3 separate regions of the Mus musculus genome follow, and all the other regions are linked to region 2. Evidence: chromatin contacts called from public promoter capture Hi-C data. All regions are on one chromosome and are shown on one strand. The core of a region is the stretch at or near the end of the contact, and the rest is flanking DNA. Distances in the headings are between cores, read along the strand shown. Region 1 has its middle 11 kb from the start of Cxcl15. Region 2 holds the start of Rassf6 (Ras association (RalGDS/AF-6) domain family member 6). Region 3 holds the start of Cxcl3 (chemokine (C-X-C motif) ligand 3).

Region 1 (2,708 bases), core at 15-2,514, 160 kb before region 2:
TGGGAGAAACACATCTGCGAATTAAACTCTCACAGAAGGTGAGTAGATGCTGAAGGGAGTATTGAGAGCCAATATTAGGGGAAGGAGGATATGAAGGAAGTTGGGAGGAAATGGTAAAAACCTCTAACAAAGATGAAGTCAAACATCTTCTGCTTCCTTGTAGCAAAGGACACTGCAACTGGGCCAGCCAGACACTGGGACTTGGAAAATGAGTCTTGAAATCAGAAAGTGCTATGTGTATAAGATGGGGATTAAAATCCAATGATTTAGCTATACTAAATGCATGGCTCTCTTTGTTATAAATAAAATTAAATAAAACTGGCAAGTGCATGGTGAATAAGTCTATTATACAGGAATATGTTTATTCTCATCAGTATACATATCCATTCCAGAGACATGAGCCAATAATCAATGGGAAAATTTCCAAGGAAACAGTGACTGCAGATACATGGAAAGAAGCCCAACATAACTCATGAAGAATACAGACTCAATGAGTTCATAGATGTCAGTCAGGAGCCTGGCAGAGCTGCAAGTTAGATGCACAGCCCCATCAAAGGGATGCTGGGAAATGCATTTCCATGGGCCAGTAGAGGGATTTTGAGCTATGAGAGACTCTTTGGAAAAGGTTGGGAAATCTTTACCAAATCTAAAACCTCCATGGATTCTCAGAATAGACACTCCTGCTTGTGAAGTTAGCTTACAGATACAGTTGCACTGGTGTACAAGTAAATTAATGTATGAATATTCACCAAAGTCTGGATCGACCCATGTGTCTGTGACTATGGGCTAGCTAGGGCACAGAATGCCTGAGGTACAATGCTATGTAATTATGTCCTGTGCTGAGAAAATGAATGAGTAAGTAAATAAGTGTGTAATGCTGGTGCATGAAAGACCATTATGGGGAGATATATACAATAAAACTGACTAAAGCCATTTCTAGGCAAGGAAACCAAATAATTGAGGGATCATGGATAGGAGAAATTTTATTTTATCTCTAGTTTTATTTTTTTTTAACAATGTTTACAGTTCTAAGCTAAAACGCCTCCCTACATACATATGTTTTGAATGGTTGTCACCTGGCTGATGGAGTAATTAGGGGAGACGTGAGGCCTTCAGTAATGGGGTCTGGCTGGGGTGAGGTCACTAGGGGTGGGCCTTTGAGGGCTAGGACTTGGATCCTGGTTCAGACAAGTCTGTCTTTTCTGCTCTGCCACAATGTAACTGTCTTTGCCACACCCTCCTCTCTCCACAAGCCAAGCACTCTGCCCTGATTTCGTGACAGAACGCATCACAATAATCTCAAACAGGCATAAAGGATGTATTGCCCCACTCTGGTTGTTTCTTCCAAGTATTTTCATGGCAAAAATGCAAAAGTAACTAATACAGACTGCATAGCCCCTGAACTGCTTGAACTTTTACTATGAACATGTTTTTCCCAATAAATATATTTATATATGATATATGTATTTATATATGATATACATATATCAACTGTTTGTGGAATAAATGTTCTTCTTACTTTAAATGTGTTTGATAGTTTTCATCATTTTCTCCCCCTCTCTCTACCACTCCCATGTGCCATCCCCAACACCATCTCAAACTCATGAGTTCTTCATTATTGTCATTACTTATTGTTACAAGGGGAAGATGAAAATCCAAGTCTACCATGAAAAGAATTTGACTACATTGTAATAACGTATTTCTCTCATTGGCACTAGAAAGAAATCACAGGCAGTAGGCACAGTCCAGACTGAAACTGTGTTAGTTGACATTCTTCTGCAGGAGACTGGCAAGGGACAACAGTCAGGATGTCTTGGTCAGCATGAGGAATAATGACTAGAAGAAGTATTCCTATGTCACCCACACAGAGGGTCTCCTTTTGCCAGTTTTATGTCTTATGTCTCACAGAGGGTGGGTGTTATCAGGATGGGCCTTACCTTGCCTTGGTCACTGAAAGGGAAACAGAGAGTTACTTGCAGATAAGGATTAAAATTCCTGGCTTCCTGCCTTGGTTCTGTTACTAGCTGCTGGGTTTATGATCTTTGGCATGATATGTAGACATTGTTGATATAAAAGCTTTCTTTACAAAATGTGGTTAAATATGAAACAACTGGAATTCACAGTTTTTGTAGATGAAGTTCAGATACCTTGGACTTGAGGGCTGTGAGAAAGCACTCTGGTGTTGATGATTCCCAAACTCCAGAGTCATCGAATGAAGGTCAGGGAAAGGGGAACTGATCTGAGAGGTTCCAGTGTGGAATGGGGAGTGAGCTCTTAGAAAAGAAAATTGATAACTTCTAGGGAACAAATGGTGAACACTTCTTCTGTGATCTTGTCAGTCACATCAATAAGGTAGATTTTAATTCTGACATTTTTACAGAAGTCAGATGTGGAAGTCACCTGTCTGAAATTACTTATATTGAAAATAACAGGACGAGAGCTTATCTGCTTCAAACCATTTTAACTACTAATTTTTACCAGTTCTTCCATTAACTCATTAAGACCAGTTGATGGGTAAAATTGTAAGAGAGATAGATTTCTTTCAGTAAGTTTAGCAGGTTACATTTTGGGAAAAAAAAAAAACAGTCCAAGAGTTGAGAGAAATGAAGTGGTATAAAATGTGTCATTTTGTACATAGGTTCCACACTGCAGGCATAGAGGCTGGAAAGGCTGCTCGGTGGATAAATGGCTGCTATTCAAGAGTGAGT
Region 2 (2,805 bases), core at 224-2,723:
CAATTACATGTAAAAATTCGCTGTAGTGTTGTTTAGAAATAAAACTCCCTCTCAATAAGGAACTGCTTAAATAAATAATGCTCTATGCATATGGCATATTACAGTGCCGCTAGTTAAAATACATTGTAAGAAAAAAATTAACCCACCCTGACATATGGTAAATTGTTCACAATATCTTTTATGAGATAAAGATAAGTTATAGAAGAGCAAACTATGCAGCCACCTTCAGATATGTTCCCAGAGTAAATATGTCAGCCATGACAGTCAGCCCGCTGCTTACAATAATTTTATTCCAGAGATAGATTTGTAAATATTTTTGTTTCATTTCTGTGTTTTTGAAATTTTTCACATTGTGCATGCTATATGGCTTTACAGTCTACAGAAAAACTATACATCTACACGAGGATAAAGTATTTAAAGGGAAGGCTGCAGATAAAGGCAGAAACCCAGTGTTGCCCAGACACTGAAAACAAACAGGAGATCCGTTTGAGCACGGGCGACTGGGTGCAGCCAGGATCTGAGCAAGACATTGTAGAAGCAGAGCTGTAAACACTGCAGGTCCTGTTCTTTATCATCCAAAGGTCAGTCCACGCCAGCAACCACACACCAGTATACTGTGAGCCAACGTGGCCAAGCTAGTACAAGTGATGGCCGATACCTCTTTTGACCAATGCCTGTTAAATCTCAAAGCCCCTCACCTTTTTCAATGGCCACAGGCTAACTCGACTGTCTGACCCTTTCTGCGTGAGTTTAGAATCCTATGGAAGGCACCGTATAGACACATCAAACAAGCACTGGGGCTCTAGCGTCATTGTCAGACCTTCAGTTCAGTCAGCATTCCACCTCAGAGAACACAAGTCAAGCCTGCCTCACCTTCTCTTAAAATAATAATACGGCTACCCAAGACCCAATTTAAGTCAGGTGGTCAGGCCAGGCACATGAGCCCTGATGTTGCAAGCTGCCTGGAAGGTTCTGGCACACCCTAAGGGTGTGAGGAAAAAAAAAAAAAGTCTTGGGTGCAAAGGTGCTGGCAGAAAGCCAAGACTAAGGAAAAGAAAATTAAGAAATCACAAGCTGAAAGACAACTTAACTTTTCAAAGACAAAACGCAGAGTCCTAGCTGGAGCCGTTTATCTGCAGCACAGTTGGCTAGCAAAGATCCTGCAGCCTGTCACTGACAAAGGTCCCCACCATCAGTCCACTACTGCAGAGAGCAGGGTACCTGCTGGCCGCAAGGACAGAGTAAACACTCCCAACATGCACTGAGGCACTGGGCGTGGCTCAGGTTGCTCACACCCCCTGCGATGGGCAACCTTGTAATAATTAACTGCCGCTGGGGCTGCGAAACTCTGCCTGGAGCAGCACTGTGGGGCCAGCCATGTGTCCTCCACCCTGACTGCCTGCCTCGGCTCGGAGCAGGTGAGTGATCAGGTGAGTGACAAGGACGCCTTGTCACCCGCAGGCAGCTCCGCCTTCCCACTACTGTAAGGGACAGCTCGCCACCTCAGGCTCCGCGCTGCTTGGTCACAAGAGTCTCCTTTGCCCGGCACAAAAGCAGGTGAACTTGGAGGTTGAAGCGAAGAGCCCCGCTCAGTCCACACACAGGCACACCAGGTAGGGGTGCGGGGAGCATTTGAGAGCGGTCTAGAGAAACTGAAATCCATAGTCAGGAAGCGTAAACCCGTGCGTGCATCAGCGCAACCTGAGCCCTAGTGTGAGTTGGCCTTAAATCAGAATTTTTTTTTCAGAATACTCTCCTGGAGAAGGTAAGCGCGTGAGGGGGTTAGGACACAGTAGTGGGGAGGGGCGTTTGGAGCAGCAAGACCACCCTGCCTTCCCCTTTCCCAAAGAGCCAGCTCGTTGACTTTTACCTTAGCTGCTTCTTGTGTTTCAAGTTTGTCATACATGACTACATCGTAAAGGAAAGACCCTTTAACTTGAGGGGTCAGTTAAATGTTCCTTTCTTCAAGGTAAATCAGCTTCACTGAGAAGGGATTGAGATATAATGAAGACCTCACCAAACAATGTTAGGATGACCGTAATCACAAGGGCATCTGTGAGTTAGCATCCAGATTCTGAAGCTGGAGAGTCATAGGATCAAGCCTTGTGTCTGCTACTTACTAGTTTGTCACTTTGAACGTTACTTCCCATATCTAAGCCTCATAAGTCTGGCATCTATAAAACAAACATGATACCATGTGTCTCAGGGCACTTTAGTGGGGATTAAACAGGTGGCAGTTCTTCCACAAACGGCATCGCATCGTATGTCACCGCCCACAAATCTACAGATCTGTAAAATGGGTGTGACGGGGAGGACAAACTGACCTGAGCTGGACAGACAACACCAGACCCTGAGGATGCTGGAAGAGGAACAGTGCTTGTGAGACTGACCTGGTGACCATGGGCGAGCAGCAGCAGCTCTGTAGTGGTAAAACTGCCTGGCTTCTCCTCACTTCCAAGTGTTTAGCCTACCTGAAGGCCAGTTTAAACTTAAATGTTATCCACTTTTATTTTGTGAAAGTGGTGTTTATTTCTGAGGAAATAAAAAGCATCTGTAGTGAGAAAATTACTATCTATTTTATGCTGTAAAGCCCTGGCCTTTATGCTTCACATGAAAGACTGCATTTGAATGACTTTCATCAAATTAGACTATCTGGGCTAAGCCCTTCTGTTGTAACACATATTGAATGGTTTACAGTCAAATGATGGTGACTTTCTTTATATGCTAACAGTCTGGTGCTCATGCTTTGTCGGGCTCTAACTCTTCAGCTTAAATGACAAGGAAGTGGCTTTTTATTATACGGTG
Region 3 (2,703 bases), core at 204-2,703, 150 kb before region 2:
AACAAGCAGGTAAAGACACATCCAGACACCGTTGGGATGGATCGCTTTTCTCTGATTTAGAATGCAGGTCCTTCATCATGGTGAGGGGCTTCCTCCTTTCCCGGCTCAGCTGGACTTGCCGCTGTCGTGAGAAGTAAGATGTTTTTATTAGGTGCACAGCATCCTTCATTCTCCTGGGTTTTCTGAGGACAGCCTGCCCTAAGGACCCTGGCCTGTGATGCCTGTGCCACAGAGCAAACACCTCAGGCTTGCGGATGCTCTCCTACAGGACAGAGATGAACAGGGGACCTGGGGTCTCAAAAAACGAAAGCTGTTGAAGCAGATTGTCTGTCACACCAGGTCTCACTTAACTTATGAAGCGCTACTATTTTTTTTTATTAAGTTTCAAGATAAAATTTCCAGAAAGAAATAGATAATAAGTTTTGATTATATATAATCAAAGTTTTGATATTACACACACACACACACACACACACACACACACACACACACACACACATATATATATATATATATATATATACTGAGCCACTGCAAAATCTCTGCTTTTCCTCACTAAATATTAAAAATTAGAACCTGTTTCCAAACACCACGGACCTGCTTTTTAGAACTAACTAGGATTGGGAGGCCAAGGCAGATGAGAATGTTCTAAAAAGCAGTGCTATCTCCCTCTTATGCGATAGAAAGAGGCTCCAGGTAGGGATAAAAGATCCTGGAAAAATCCTTCAGGCACCACAGTAGGCTAATTAATTATCAAAAACAATTATTATAATTGTAAAGATAATAATCACTATTGTAGTTCTGTGACTTTCCCTGATAAGATTCTCGAGAGATAGAAGCCAGTACTCTGATGAGGGTTATCACGTGCAAACAAAGCACCACTCACCTCTTCAGTATCTTCTTGATGATTATCTGAAGCCTGGGGCCTTGGGGGTTGAGGCAAACTTCTTGACCATCCTTGAGAGTGGCTCTGCACAGAGAAGTAGGGATCGTTATTAAGGCTCGAGGTTCTGCTGGGGTGAGCTTGGGGCCGCAGGAGCATCTGGGCTATTCTGGCCATGGTAGAGGCTATCCAGGGAGACACTCACATGACTTCTGTCTGGGTGCAGTGGGGTCCTGGGGGCGTCACCGTCAAGCTCTGGATGGTCTCAAAATCAACCCTTGGTAGGGTGTTCAGGCACTGACAGCGCAGCTCACTGGCCACAACAGCCCCTGTAGGAGAAGACACCGGGTCAGAGGGGCTGGGGATGGCTGCGCCCACCTGAGGCTTCCCCAGAAACATCAGCCTCGAATCCGAATCCCACCTGTAGCCTGGTGGTTGGTGGCCAGCAGCAGCAGCAGGACCAGTGCAGCACTGAGGAGCCGGCAGGTGGGAGGGGCCATGGCGCTAGGCTGGAGTGTGGCTGGAGTCTGGAGCGCGGGAGCTGGTGCGAAGGGCTGTGGTGAGATCTGGGGCTCCAGGGCCCTGCGAACCCCTTTTATACATGATGACTGGAAGAGCCCGAGCCCGGGCTGGGGAAATTCCCCCCGCAGCTCCAGGTCCCTGTCTCAGAAGGAAGATAGGGCCCCACCCCCGGGCTCTTGATGAGTGTGTAGAGGACACACGTGTGCTACTGGTTCCCTTCCTTCGCTTCTTGCCCACTGTGGGACCCTGAGATGAGTCCTGTCTCAAATGCCCCCTTTCCTACTCCCCATTCCACCCCACCCCACCACCAAGGACAGCAAGTGTGCCTGCGCTGGAGAAACATCCTGTGGGGTGACCTTTGGTGCAGAGACTCCAAAACACCGGAGCAAGAGGGAAGAGGTTGAAGGTAGAAATCCGCCACTGGGTGGCGAGAGGCCAATAGAGAAAAATAATGAAGTGACAGTTGTGGGTGAAGGCTTTGCAGCTCAGAAAGAGCTGGGAGACCTGAGGTTTGTACCCAGTCCTCTTGTGAATACATCCTTTCTGCCTCTGTCTTTATTGTTGTTTTCGGTGAGCTTTCAAAGCTAGAAACTTAGACACCTAATAATTTGTTTGATTTGTTGTATTTTGACATTTTCACACAAACACACACACACACACACACACACACAGAGAGAGAGAGAGAGAGAGAGAGAGAGATCCTGCCTCTATGCCATAATTCCTTCCATGAAAGAAAAATAAAATCTAACGTGTGTTCTCTGGGTTTTCTTTCACTCCGATTTCTTTCTTATTCGTTGACAAAAGCTATTAGTAACTGCCTTTAAGATGGAGAGGCATACCCTAGAGCAGAGCGTTCATGTCAAGGCCATAACCTCAGCATCTGAAACTCCTGATTGTGACTGCTGCTCAGAGAACACCACCAAACAAGAACCTTGGTCAAGGGTGAGGTGGTGTGCTGGAGAGTGCGCTAGACACTAAGGCTAAGAAGGTGTGCACTGTTAAGGCTAGTATGTGTACCCCAGTACTTTTCGCCTCCCCTTTCCTTCCCTACCCATCCCCAGGGCTCCAGTTCCTCACAGGAAACACACCCAAACGGCACCAGCTACTTATGGAGGTGGAAACGTGCCATTCTCAAGCTACGGTAAGTGTGGCTGACTTTTCAAAAAAAATGATTAAAGGATTGGTTGGTTGGCTGGCTGATTGACTGACTGATTGATTGATCGATTGATTGATTGAGGCAGGATCTCTCTATCCAACCTGGCTTGAAACTTACTGTACAGTCTAGGATGACCTTGAAC

Evidence for each region. Promoter capture Hi-C pulls out the DNA fragments that hold promoters and counts their contacts.
Region 1: a promoter capture Hi-C map of the C10 cell line shows a contact between it and region 2. The contact joins the enhancer-like site here to the promoter of Rassf6 in region 2. A contact is called at or near these places in 9 of 39 promoter capture datasets (the C10 cell line, the HPC-7 cell line, the SN4741 cell line and 6 more), 1 of 115 datasets of contacts at active chromatin or transcription factors (pancreatic cancer cells) and 5 of 9 other capture datasets (adipose tissue, embryonic stem cells, liver and 2 more).
Region 3: a contact with region 2 is called in a promoter capture Hi-C map of the HPC-7 cell line. The contact joins the promoter of Cxcl3 here to the promoter of Rassf6 in region 2. A contact is called at or near these places in 10 of 39 promoter capture datasets (the C10 cell line, the HPC-7 cell line, the SN4741 cell line and 6 more), 2 of 115 datasets of contacts at active chromatin or transcription factors (fetal liver and pancreatic cancer cells) and 5 of 9 other capture datasets (adipose tissue, embryonic stem cells, liver and 2 more).

The regions. Positions count from the first base shown.
Region 1 is chr5:90,804,012-90,806,719 of GRCm38.p6, reverse strand. No RefSeq gene overlaps it. Among named protein-coding and RNA genes, the nearest start is that of Cxcl15, 11 kb to the right of the region's middle. Within about 2 kb of position 1,264, at least 6 of the 459 cell types and tissues checked have an H3K27ac peak or open chromatin away from gene starts, as enhancers often do. A contact at or near this core is called in adipose tissue, where this site is marked.
Region 2 is chr5:90,639,195-90,641,999 of GRCm38.p6, reverse strand. It overlaps Rassf6 (Ras association (RalGDS/AF-6) domain family member 6), which reads left to right and starts at 1,473. Exons shown (of 11, transcript NM_028478.3): 1 at 1,473-1,613.
Region 3 is chr5:90,784,851-90,787,553 of GRCm38.p6, reverse strand. Cxcl3 (chemokine (C-X-C motif) ligand 3) reads right to left here and starts at 1,453. Exons shown (of 4, transcript NM_203320.3): 1 at 1,305-1,453; 2 at 1,089-1,212; 3 at 887-970; 4 at 1-121. The coding sequence starts at 1,383. The coding sequence ends at 106.